Linked DNA regions of Mus musculus: all the other regions are linked to region 2. Evidence: chromatin contacts called from public Hi-C and HiChIP or PLAC-seq data. All regions are on one chromosome and are shown on one strand. The core of a region is the stretch at or near the end of the contact, and the rest is flanking DNA. Distances in the headings are between cores, read along the strand shown. Region 1 holds the start of Sowahc (sosondowah ankyrin repeat domain family member C). Region 2 holds the start of Dnajb12 (DnaJ heat shock protein family (Hsp40) member B12). Region 3 overlaps P4ha1 (procollagen-proline, 2-oxoglutarate 4-dioxygenase (proline 4-hydroxylase), alpha 1 polypeptide). Region 4 overlaps Sh3rf3 (SH3 domain containing ring finger 3).

Region 1 (3,069 bases), core at 424-2,923, 660 kb before region 2:
CATGCTAAAGAATTAGAAGGTACTGATAAATCACTAAATGGATGATAATACTTTTTTATGAGAATAGGTTTACTGGACAGCCATTAAGGTTCGAATAGCTTAGGTACTATGATTTTTTTTTCATGTCAATGATCACGAACCAACTTCACACAGAAATTATAGCATTTATCTATTTCTCATTATTTTTATTTTAGTCTATTGAAATAAGTTCTACAACTAAAATGCAACATAGGAAGATAATAATAAGAGTCACTTGTTTCAGGTAAGTAGAAAGTTATTTGGGAAATGTTGCTTGAGATTAAGAATCCGACAAAAATACTACCAATGCCAAAGGATTCAATAGAGTTAGTTAAGAGGATTACTTTCATTAATATTGGATAAGGGAAATATTAGAGTTTCTTAAAGTAGAGAAAAATAATTTACTGCGTGCAGCTGTTAGGGAAGTAGAAATAGAATCTATTCTACCCCCTGCGACAACTGGAAGATTCCACATACAATCTTAAAATGATGGGAACAAAAGCAAGATTACAAGAGATTGGTATTATGAAAACAGTATGACCTCTCGGATAACTATGGCTTATATCCTATATCAACTAAGATAAGTTTTTCAAGTTATTTGAACCGCACAAAACATTGGATCGGTCAAGTGGTTTGTTTGTTTTTTTTTTGTTGTTTTTTTTTTTTTTCATTACAAGGGGACGGGAAAGCCAAACAAAACCGCCAAGCATTACAGTAAACCCGCGAGCTTTGGAAAATCTAAGGAAGCCGACTTTCCGGTCAGTAGCCATGTACGTGTACACAATTGCACAAAATCAGGCGGATTCCAAGGCCTGATTTAAGTCGGGGAAAAGGAAAAAAAAAACCGTTACAAAGTGATAGGCATCGATCATCATCCTGGATTTCATTTACACCACCCCGCTTTGGCCAGGACCAGGAAGCCTGGAAAATGTAACTTTTCCCCAACATGCAGTCGCTCGCCAGAGCTCTTCAGCCCTCGCCCTGGGGCAACAGGGAGCCCCCTCTCCACGACACGCGGAGTCCCGGAGCCGCACGGTCACAATCTCGCTGGCCCAGAGGCGACCGGGCGGGGCGGGGCGGGGGCTCGGGGAACCCAAGGGCGCGGGGCTCACCAGCTGCTGTACCTCGTCGCATGAGGCCATAGCCCTGGTGGGACGTAGGGAAACGGTGGTCTCAGGCTGGACGCAAACACAGGTCCCGGGCCGCTTCAGAGAGAGACCCGCTGGGCGTAACTGGCGGGACAAGGGGCGTGCCCGGCGCCCCGCAGCCGTTAATGGGCGGGGCGGCCTCTGCTGAGAGGCTGGGGCGGGGCCGAGGCGGAGGGCTGCGGGAACGCGCCAGGGACTACCAGGGTTTCCCGCGCTCGGGGCGAGCTTCTCCCGGGTGTGCCCCACCGGGCGTTTTGACGAAAAGCCAAGTGTGTGGGGAGGGTGAGTGGAAACGTGAGCCTCGGAGGCCAAGCTCTGGGTCCCTCGCCTCCCGCCACTGGCGGAAACAGTGGCTGCGAGCCCGCGCGGAGCCCGGAAGTGGGCGGGGCCTCGGGCCGGGGACTGTCGCCGAGATTGAGTCCCGAGCGGAAGTGGGTGTGGCGGGGCGTGTCCACTGGGACGCGGCCCCAGTGAGGCGGTGTCAGCGCTCGCGGGACTCGAGACTCTTCAAAGCTGGGATCGCGCGTGCTGCCAGCCACTGAGACCCAAGCCGCTCTCCGGGTCCTCCAGGCGTCCGGCCATGGTGTCTGGCTGAGCGCTCCTGGGGCTGAGAAGCTGAGCCGCGGTGAATGGAGGGGTCACTGGAGCTGAGCTCGGAGGCGATCCTGCGCTTCCTCGCCGAGCGTGGGGGCCGGGCGGGACACTCGGAATTGGTGCAACACTTCAGGGACGTCCTGGGTGGCCAGCGCGAACAGCGCACCCGCGCCCGCGAGCGCTTCAAGGAACTGGTCAATGCCGTGGCCACCGTGCGCACCGATCCCGCGGATGGTACCAAGTATGTGCATCTCAAGAAAAGGTTCTGTACGGGGGATTCCCCCCCGCTTGAGGCCAAGCTCCCCCGAGAGCCCCCGCGTATCGAGGTGACTGAGGAGCCTCAAGTCCCGGACCTTGCAGCGGAGCCTTGCGAGGGCAGCCAGCTCCAGGAGGCAAATCCACAGTTGTCTCTCGGACTGGGTGGCGAAGTGAGCGACCAAGAGCCTCCAGCCCCTGCTCAAGGTGGGGCCCAAGGTAAGGACTCGCCACCACAGGAGGTCGAGGCCGTGTCCTGGGCGTCGGGTCCCGGGTCCAGCGAGAACCTTAAACTCCCTCCACAGGGGGAGGCTGAAGGGGGCAGTTCCCCTAGTGGGCCAAACACACCCAGGTCGGCCCGTCAGAACTTTCGGGACCTGGTGTTGGGCAGCTCCCCGCAACTAAAGAGGAGCGTGGGTCCTGGGGACGGTAACGCTGGAGGTCGCAGCAGAGGAGGGGGCGACTCCGATACCGCATCGTTAGCTTCTTCGTCCGCAGAAGAGGAGAGCAGCGTCGGGGCCTCGGTTACCCTGGATCCCCTGGATCACGCCTGGATGCTCTCAGCTTCCGAGGGCAAGTGGGACAGCCTAGAAGGGCTGCTCACTTGTGAGCCCGGCCTGCTCTCGAAGCGAGACTTCATCACCGGCTTCACTTGTCTCCACTGGGCCGCCAAGCACGGCAGGCAAGAGCTCCTGGCCATGTTGGTCAACTTTGCCACCAAACACCAGCTGCCAGTGAACATCAATGCCAAGTCGAGCGGAGGCTACACTGCCCTACATTTGGCAGCGATGCATGGGCATGTAGAGGTGGTGAAGTTACTAGTGGGGGCCTACGACGCAGATGTAGACATCAGGGACTACAGCGGGAGAAAGGCCTCTCAGTATCTGAGCGAGAGCATCGCAGAGGAGATAAAGAACCTGGTGGGAGCCCTGGATGAAGATGATGGAGACAGCCCTGCCGCCCGCGGGGGTGGGCGCTGGAGACTTTCAAAGGTGCTCCCCTCACACATCACTCACAAACTCTCCCCGGTCGTGGAAGACGGAGCTGAACTTCA
Region 2 (2,964 bases), core at 267-2,766:
CTTGGTGGAAAGGGGCATTGCTGGGGAATTAAAGCCAGGGTTTTACACCTTCTAAGCATGGTCTCCACCGTCAGCCCTCCCTCCGTCTTCCCTACACCGTATGGTTGCACAATCCCGATTGCCATTCCCATCGCCAATACATCCTCCCTATATCAAACATCTAATATTCAAACTTCTCAGAGGGAGTTCCGACCCAGCTAAGTCTCCATGGCAGTTCTCCCAACACTCACCCCTCCTCTTCCCCTGCCCACCTCCTTTCCAACCCTGCTCCATCCCTCCCTCTACCCCTGTGACTATTTCATTTCCTCTTCTCAGTGAGATTCAAACATCCTTTCCTGGGCTCTTTTTGTTACTTAGCTTCTTTGGGTCTGTGGATTGTAGAATGGTTATCCTGTACTCTATCTATGGCTATAATCTACTTATAAGTGAGATACCATGTTTGTTTTTCTGAGTGTGGATTATCTCACTCGGATGATCTTTTCTAGTTGTGTGTGTGTGTGTGTGTGTGTTTATATGTTTTATATGTTTATGTTATATATTTATGCTTTATATATATGTATATGTGTGTGTATCTGCAACTCGATGAATATATATTCACCGAGTCTCACTTGATTATAACAGCTGCTCTTTAACTTTTGTTTGTGTCTGTTTCTCGAGACAGAGTTTCTCTTTGTACCTTTGGCTGTCCTGGAACTCACTTTGTAGACCAGGTTGGCCTTGAACTCAGAGTCCTTCTGCTTCCCAAGGGCTGGGATTGAAGGCTTACACCACCATCGCATTGCACCCTTTAACATTCATTTGGTTTATTGTAGTTTCTTGTGAAAGACCATAGTGCAAGGGCTAAGAAATAGCCAGGAGATTTAGCCTAGTGGAAGTCATTGGCAACCTTCACTAAGTTGCTGTCACTTAAGTGGGAGGTAGGCTGAGCTGCATCCTGACTGGTGTGACTCTGTAGTGACTCCTGTAAACTCCTCCTTAATCCCCGCAATAACTCACAACGAAAATCCTTATGCGGAGCCTTTCCATCTGTTATTTCCTCCAGTCGAACCACCCTTCCTCCAATCACATGTTCCTGTTTCTTTAGAGTTCAGAGCCTGTAAAATGAGTTTCTGATATATTAAGCTATCTTAAATGGTAGCCCTCCCTTCCATCCCTCTACTTTTCGATATTTGCCTTGACTGTGTCACTATCTGAATGTTTCCGTTTACTTGACTTCTCCCCACCCACGAAAGCTCTGTGAGGACACGGTTTTGTTTTGATACCACTGCCACATCAGACAGCAGCGTCTGACAATCGGTAAACATCTGTACGATTCACAGATAGTCGGACTGGAACGCAGAGGCTACCACCCGAACGTGCGCGCACACTCAACTTCAGCATTTGCGCTCTAGAGCGCCCGCGCGTTCTAGCGCCTCCGAACCGAACGCCCCTTTCTTAGGAGACATACGGTAGGGCTTCCGCCCGGGTTCAACCCTCACTCAAATCCCGGGAAGGAGGGGCGGAGGGTTATGTCATCCTTCCGCGCCGGCCTGCCCCGCGACGCGCCGGCGGCTGGCGCAGCCCTTCGCTCGCCCGGCCTCCCCCTCCCTGGTTCCGTGCTCGGGTTCCGCCATGGAATCCAACAAGGATGAAGCCGAGCGCTGTATCAGCATCGCCCTCAAGGCCATCCAAAGCAACCAGCCCGAGCGGGCGCTGCGCTTCCTGGAGAAGGCGCAGCGGCTCTACCCGACGCCACGAGTCAGCGGTGAGTGGGAGGCGCCGCAGGGACCGAAGGGGGCATTAGCACGGATCGGGGGACCACGGGAACGGACCGACGGGAGCAGTTGGCGGAGGGGGGAGGGGTGGCGAGGCGCGGCTACGCCTGCGCACTGGCGCGCGCGGGTGCTGCTGGGATTCGTAGTCCAGCGGTGCCGCGGTCTCTAGGATGCTGGCCCCCTGGAGACCCCCGAGGGCCCGGCTCCCAACCCCTTCCCAGTGCTTGTGGAGGCCTCTGGAATGTGAGGTTTCTGGGAAGGAGACGCGCTGGGAGACCCGGTGAAGAGGACTCTTGTGGACGCGAAAGCGAACTACTTCTCCCAGAGGGCTGTTCGGTGGCTCAGGGCCACTGGCCGGCCTGGGAAATATTATAGTTCAGGAAAATAAACATAACTATTCTAAGGGAGAATGGGTTCTAGAGAGGGAAGGAATTCATTCGCTCCAATCAGAGAACCCTTAGCGAAATAAGACATTCCAACTCGCAGTCCTTCCTGCAGTCTCTTGAAAGCGGTGTTTCGGAGTGGATGGATTGTTGAAGATCCCAGTGTCAGCCACCCTATCCCACCTTCTTCCTCAGCAAGCCCGGGTGGCGGGTCTTATGGACTGCTACGGCTGCTGAGCTCCAGGTAGCTAATAGCCTAGGTCTGAGACCTCCCAACCCAGGGAGGGAATAGTGATCTTGTCTTCGCTACCCAATCGTCTCACTTTACCTGGTAACCTCCCCCTCATTTTTGCGTTTGTAACCGAAGTGACCAAAGAAAATTTTAATACCAGCTGGGAAGGAGAAAGACACAGGATTTGTTTCTGTGGAGTTAGTAAACTCTCTGACATGTAGCAGACTTTCAGAATTAAGAGACCCACATCTCATCGTGAGCTTGGGTTTCCCCATCTGGAAGTTCAGGAAGTTGGAACAGATAATGTATATAAACAAGAATACCCATAGTGCTTTTCTGTGTAGAAAGTTCTTTCTCGTGTGTTTTGCCACCTGATCCTGTAAAGTCAGGAAGACAGAACACCACCCTTCTATCTTCTCAAGATGAGGAACTAACTCATCGATAAGCGTCTTAGGATGTGACACAGCTAGAAAGTGGAAAACCCTGAGATTCCATACGTGTTTATTAAAATGAAATGAAGACGCAGCAGCCAGCCTCTCACCTTCCCTGCCCAGGTTTGGAGTGCTGACCTTAGAGGCAGCTGCGTTCCTGAACT
Region 3 (2,849 bases), core at 231-2,730, 530 kb before region 2:
CCATCTTGTTCTTTAAGACAGTACATCTTATTAAAGATAAAATGCAAACTTTTGTAGACATTATTAAGTACATTCTGATTATTAGTTTTTCTTCCATAACATGTAAGGTTGATCTATTTCTCTAAAGGCTGAGGTAGCAAATGTTCTAGAGGGCTTTGTCATCTGTGTGGTCTCTTGTCACGACTGCTCAGCTCTGCCATCTGGTGTAAAGGCAGCCAAAGAAAATAGGAAAATAAATGAGGTGGTTATGGTACAATCAAGATTTTATTTCTAAAAGCTGATGGCAGTTTATTTGGCTAGTGGGTTTGCTGGCCAGGTGTGTATATACTTAGATAAATTTCAAAGTTTTTAAAGTTTTATTATTTTTCCAAATTAACACTTTTTTTCCCCCCTTAAATCATGTAGTTTTTGTGATGCAATGGGTGCTGTCCAGAGATATAGCAAATTGGCTGCCTAGCAGAAAACCTCTTAAAATCATTCCATATTTTCTCATTCTCTTTAGAATTCCTAACTCGGTCCCTTATTTATAGTCAGACCCAGTTTACCAGTATTTCTTGGTAGAATCTTTGTTAAGAATTCACTTTTGAGATGGAAGGCCCCAGGCTTCATAGGAAATGTTTTAGTTGAGATTATTTTTGAGCAGTAAATTTAGTGGCAGTGAAAGTTAATTTTTCTGTTATTTCAGCATCAACCTCCCATTTAAATTTTGTTTTTTTTATTCTCTTGGCTGTCAGCATTTCTGTTAAGACTATGCATTCCTTTTACCTGCATGGCTGTGGAAAGGCTGTTTTACTGTACATACTGTTAAGTACACACTTTCTCTTGAAAAGAGGAAAGAATGACCTTAAAATAAATTTTAGACAATATTGGGACCCTCTAATCATGTTGTCACGAGTCACAATCTGAGGTTTTAGAGTCCATGATTAATTAGTTACAAATGGCCATTCTTATAATATCAATGGTACTTTGCATTTTAGAGCCTTTTCTTCACGTTATCAATGTTCTATCCTACTGAAGAAATTAATTCCAACCTTTTCTGTTTGTGTGACCTCTATTCACGCAGTGAAAAGCAAGTAAAATAGTTTTTAAGAAACATAAAACTAACTGGCTTTCAAGGCGCGACACAAGGTGATTGGAAGGGTATTGAGTTATTTTCTATTCACCTTCTTTTGTTTAAAGAAGAAAGAAAAGAAAACCCAGCATTGTGGCTGGTTAGGGAAATGTGATCGTTTTTTTGTCTTGTAATGCAACTGTTTTGACGGTTGGCTTCACAGCTGAGGCGAGCCACCATTTCAAACCCAGTAACAGGAGCCTTGGAGACGGTACATTACAGAATTAGCAAAAGGTAAGATTGGATGCCACATACTTTCCTCCTAACGAGCGTTTTGAACATCCTACCAGAATTCTTCTTAACCGAAGTGGATCGTCTCCAGTCTCCAGCTCAAGTGGCCGCCATACACTCCAGAGCAGTGCGTGAATGAGTGCTTGTGTTTCACGGGTTTTCCCTTGACTAGAAGTTCTGGTTTTTAATCTCTGATTGGCCTCGAGTTTCAGGAACTAAGTGCATTGTCATGATCAGGTATTAAACACTCAGGAAATTGCCTGGTCCTTTTCTTTTGCCTTTGTTGTGAGCATGTGAAATTAAGAAAGAAAAAAGAGGCAGTGTGTTCACCCAGGGTGGAGTGCTGCTCACACACCCTCCCCTGTGGTGATTGTCTGCTGTTGTCTTTTACCTCCAGGCTGTCCTTGTCATATGGAGTAATCTGGTCTGAAGTTTTTTATTAAAACAAAAACAAAAACCAAGCCACTGGCCTACAAGTTGGCTCTGGAAAGAGCAGCTGTGCTTCTGAGCTCAGCCTTCCAAATCACTTCCCACCTCCGTTGACTTGGATGGTTTAGAGAAAAGCCAGCTTGTCTTGATGAAAGTTTCAAAATGATCAACTAATTTAGAAAACTTGTTGATCTATATTTGAAGCATTAAACTTCTAGACTTGGGAGAGCTCCTGTGAAACCCACTGCTGCAGATCATTGACATACGCCTCAAAGGGTTTAGTCTTAAAAAAGTGAAAGGACAATAAATACATTTACAGTCAGATTCTCTCCGGACGAACGAACGAGTGGCTCTTCTTGCCACCTTTCTGAGTGTTTTATGATTCGAACCATTACCCACCAGGCAGACCAATCAATCCTTCCAATCACCTGTGGCTTGGCAAAACAGAGAACAAAGCCCAGAGACAGCCTGCTGGAGTGTAAGCCTTGTCCTTTCTCTTTTTTCTTTTTGTAGCTGAGCCGAGCTACAGTACATGACCCTGAGACGGGGAAATTGACCACAGCACAGTACAGAGTATCTAAGAGGTAAGGGAGAATGGACAGAACTTGAGGCATATTTGGAGTGCTCTTTCCTGAGGATCTAATTTTGACCATATTTATATGATATAGTTTCTAAGACCTAGATTTCAGATCAAGCTTTTGGTATGTGTACTTGATTTTCACGATGGACCAATAGACAGATACAGGCAGTTCCATGCAATTCCTAGTCATTGACTAGTATACAGTGAATGCCAGGGGAAGCTCTGGCAGTGCCAACCGATAGGGAAGAACTTCTAAAAGGCTCTGCCCAGAGCAAGACCCAAGGCAAACTCTGCCGTGAAGCTGGGGCTATATGGGTCACTAGTAGCTGTTGAAGAAATGTCTAGAAGGACAAAGAAGCTACTATAAGTCAGTTTAAAATCCCTTGCTTTTAGCAACATTTAGAAGTAACTTTTAGAGTTAACCATGGTACAACTCAGCTGCATAACTCAGAGTTAGGGGCTGAGTGAGTTAGTATAGCATTGACCTCTCTGTTGGCT
Region 4 (2,809 bases), core at 47-2,546, 780 kb before region 2:
GGATTCACTGATTTCCATAACTGCCTGACCTTCCCCTCAAGCCGTGAGGCATGCTGTCCGGGATATTCAAATGCTGGGTTCCCAACCCCGCTCTGAAGCCTCAAATGATTTCTTTCAAGAAACCCATACCTCAAGACTGACTGCCAGTGGGCCCCCCTCAATCTGTGGGAATCAGAGTCTCGGACAGATGGGCATAGAGTCAGCGAGAGTGGGGTGACGAACACACGCAGACACGAGAGAGTGTGTTGAATCTGAATGTAACGTCCAAATGAAAACCGGACTTTTTTATACAGAAGAAGAAACAAGAAAAGCCAGGCGAACACATCCACCAAGTTACAATGACACAAAACAAAAGGAATGCATACATCAAAAGATGGCGGGGACCAGGCCAGGTGTAATCTAATCTATTGTTAAGCCCACCACCAGGGGTTCTTAGTAAATGCCTGATTATGCTGTTCCTTTGGACCTAGTGAAGAACCCTGTTCCAGGGGAATTCCCTTCTACTAACTCATACATGGTTAACCCAACCTATTCGATAGGCTATTGGGCATTCCCTGGTTTGGGTGAGACTCGGCTACTGTCCTAAGTAATCACTCTGCAGACCAGCCCTGAGCTATTCTAGCTCTGTTCTTTGTAATGCCTAATTGGTTTCACTGTCTCTACTAGAAGTGAAATTGAATGTGACTGAATAGGTAACCTTCTTACTGAATTCCAAGCTCTGCAGCTTCAAGGATTTTCTAGGGGCCATTGGAACACTGGTGGAGGCTTACCTATGTCAAAAATCAATCTTTTTATAATCTGTTTATAATAAAACAATACTGAAAGAGCGCATACACCAGACTAACGTGGGGACAGGGTTTGAGTATACGGGTTATGAGAATGCCAAGGTTCCAGGAGGCGTAGTTTTCTTGAAACTCTTTGCCTCGTGACTGCCTTCAGGCTGTTAGACCCAACAGGCAGACTTCACTGGAGTGGGCGTAGCACAAGACCTTTTCTATATTGCCTGGTTTTCATAAGATCAGCTGTAGCCTCAAGACATCATGTCACTGAGTGGACCTAACAGACATCAGAGGAATGGCCAGCTCACAGACAAAGGCCTGGGGTGTGGTGTGGAGAGGCCTCCCACCTGCAGATGCTGTTAAGATGTCCAAGTGTGTTTTATAGTCATGGCATATTTGGAGGCTGAGGATACTGTTTGCACTGTATCTCAAATTCTGAAACCAGCAGTGCCACACATTGTGATGGCAGCCAAGTATGGAGTGTTCAGAACCCTCCAAGGTCAGAAGTCAAGCCCAAGAGGAGAATGCTCTGCAAATCGCATGGCCACATGTACACTAACCTTTCTCCCTTCCACCCCTCCAGCTACCCATGCCTCTGCCCAGGCCCTGGACCGGCCAACTGCCACCGTGTCACCCCTGCGCACTCAGACTTCTCCATCCCGCCTGCCCAGCACCGGCCTGAGACCCCGCTCTGTGGCGTCCCCACAGCATGGCCAGCAGTCCCCGGCACAGATGTGTCCCCGGCCAGCCATCCCCTTCACATCAGCGGCCTCCGCCATCACACCCCCCAATGTCAGTGCAGCCAATCTGAGCGGGGAGGTCGGAGGGACACCCATCAGCGGCCTGTCCACACCCAGCCTCATCAACACGGGCTTCAAGCCAGATGACAAGAAAAACGAAAAGGTTAGTGGGCCATCCTGGGCTAACCCTGAACCTGGAGCTGGCTGGCTACTGGGTCCTTCTCACACACTTGCCAATGGTGCCGAGAACAGGTGAGGTTTCAGTGTGCTCATTGATGTTCTGTATATTGCATGTGGCAGGGCCTCTGACATGGATAACAGCCAGAACAAGAAGGTAGAGTAGAAGCAGAGGCTAGCCTCAGGGTTCTGCCAGGGCCAACAATTTTCATGCCACTGCAGTTTTGATGAAAATCAGAAGGTGGCATCTTGCTCATCCATAGACTACCGTGGTCCCTCCTGCTAGAAGCTCATTGTAATACAGCCATCTTGTCAGAACAAGACTCCTAACTGCCATGTGCCAGAATGAGATGGTGAAAAACAAACAGATCTGCAATAACTCTCTGTGGTGCGAGCGAGCGACACCCTGTCCCTTGGACGCATGATTCTTGCACAGTTTGCAACCTGTTCAGCCATATGGGAAGGGCTTCTTTCTTGGAAAAAAAAAAAAACTGAAAGAGAAAAACAGGAGGACACCAGCCTGGTAGTGGGTATGGAAACCATTTTCAGCTATTCTTGTATTTTATAGAAGATTGGAGTCGATGGGCTGGCCCTGGTGGCTAGGAGCAAGGGGAGGAGTAGCCAGGGTCACACTCCACTTACAAATCAGTGCAAAACACAAGCCACAAAGTGAATGGAGAATGTTCTAGTAGCCGTAGCTTTAAGCTTAATATAAAATTTAAAGGTCAGGTGCATCTTCTATCAAATGCACTATCCAAAAAATGTTTCAAGGCACTCCAGTCTTGCTGCTAGGATGTCTAAGATTGTCTGTCAGTTGTGTTTGGCAGGCAACTTGGTTTTCCCACGTTCTGTGGCTGTTTGAAGATGTTTCTATAGGGTTTCCTAAGCATCCTGTGTATCTCACGTGTTTGAGGTGAGGACAGCCCCCTTGAGGGACATCCCCAGCCCTAATTTTTAAATCCACTCATCAGCTTCCAAGAACTTTCAGACCCCTCTCCCTCTAGAACCTAGGTACACCCCAGCACTGGTCCAAACTCATCACCACGGGTTACACTCTCTGCTGCCTCCATCAATGTGTGGGCTGGGTAGAAAGAGGCTGATAAAACCAGGGTG

Evidence for each region. Hi-C and Micro-C count contacts between places; a contact is called where the count stands out from the background. HiChIP or PLAC-seq counts read pairs in DNA pulled down with a chosen protein or histone mark.
Region 1: a contact with region 2 is called in an H3K4me3 HiChIP or PLAC-seq map of microglia, with 9 times the contacts expected there. The contact joins the promoter of Sowahc here to the promoter of Dnajb12 in region 2. A contact is called at or near these places in 12 of 39 promoter capture datasets (the 3T3-L1 cell line, cranial neural crest, embryonic stem cells and 6 more), 1 of 15 datasets of contacts at CTCF or cohesin (embryonic stem cells), 18 of 484 Hi-C or Micro-C datasets (B cells, the C2C12 cell line, CD8 T cells and 13 more), 25 of 115 datasets of contacts at active chromatin or transcription factors (the NIH/3T3 cell line, astrocytes, bone marrow-derived dendritic cells and 19 more) and 3 of 9 other capture datasets (adipose tissue, liver and macrophages).
Region 3: an H3K27ac HiChIP or PLAC-seq map of embryonic stem cells shows a contact between it and region 2, with 6 times the contacts expected there. The contact joins the enhancer-like site here to the promoter of Dnajb12 in region 2. A contact is called at or near these places in 14 of 39 promoter capture datasets (the C10 cell line, the HPC-7 cell line, HPC-7-derived erythroid cells and 10 more), 1 of 15 datasets of contacts at CTCF or cohesin (CD8 T cells), 2 of 484 Hi-C or Micro-C datasets (bone marrow-derived macrophages and ventricular fibroblasts), 25 of 115 datasets of contacts at active chromatin or transcription factors (the 230-238 cell line, the SCID.adh cell line, bone marrow-derived macrophages and 16 more) and 3 of 9 other capture datasets (adipose tissue, embryonic stem cells and liver).
Region 4: a Hi-C map of cortical neurons shows a contact between it and region 2, with 3 times the contacts expected there. The contact joins the enhancer-like site here to the promoter of Dnajb12 in region 2. A contact is called at or near these places in 3 of 39 promoter capture datasets (embryonic stem cells, hippocampal neurons and liver), 1 of 15 datasets of contacts at CTCF or cohesin (embryonic stem cells), 12 of 484 Hi-C or Micro-C datasets (the G1E-ER4 cell line, the N1E-115 cell line, cerebral cortex and 5 more), 2 of 115 datasets of contacts at active chromatin or transcription factors (bone marrow-derived macrophages and stem cell-derived neural progenitor cells) and 1 of 9 other capture datasets (liver).

The regions. Positions count from the first base shown.
Region 1 is chr10:59,220,249-59,223,317 of GRCm38.p6, forward strand. It overlaps Sowahc (sosondowah ankyrin repeat domain family member C), which reads left to right and starts at 1,674. Exons shown (of 1, transcript NM_172939.3): 1 at 1,674-3,069. The coding sequence starts at 1,796. It overlaps Septin10 (septin 10), which reads right to left and starts at 1,252. Exons shown (of 10, transcript NM_001024911.3): 1 at 1,143-1,252. The coding sequence starts at 1,160.
Region 2 is chr10:59,878,067-59,881,030 of GRCm38.p6, forward strand. Dnajb12 (DnaJ heat shock protein family (Hsp40) member B12) reads left to right here and starts at 1,517. Exons shown (of 9, transcript NM_019965.3): 1 at 1,517-1,744. The coding sequence starts at 1,612.
Region 3 is chr10:59,353,066-59,355,914 of GRCm38.p6, forward strand. P4ha1 (procollagen-proline, 2-oxoglutarate 4-dioxygenase (proline 4-hydroxylase), alpha 1 polypeptide) reads left to right here. Exons shown (of 15, transcript NM_001316371.1): 9 at 2,285-2,355. Among named protein-coding and RNA genes, the nearest start is that of P4ha1, 31 kb to the left of the region's middle. Within about 2 kb of position 1,481, at least 9 of the 459 cell types and tissues checked have an H3K27ac peak or open chromatin away from gene starts, as enhancers often do. A contact at or near this core is called in embryonic stem cells, where this site is marked.
Region 4 is chr10:59,102,810-59,105,618 of GRCm38.p6, forward strand. It overlaps Sh3rf3 (SH3 domain containing ring finger 3), which reads left to right. Exons shown (of 10, transcript NM_172788.3): 8 at 1,363-1,682. Among named protein-coding and RNA genes, the nearest start is that of Gm23223, 91 kb to the right of the region's middle. Within about 2 kb of position 1,297, at least 12 of the 459 cell types and tissues checked have an H3K27ac peak or open chromatin away from gene starts, as enhancers often do. A contact at or near this core is called in cortical neurons and hippocampal neurons, where this site is marked.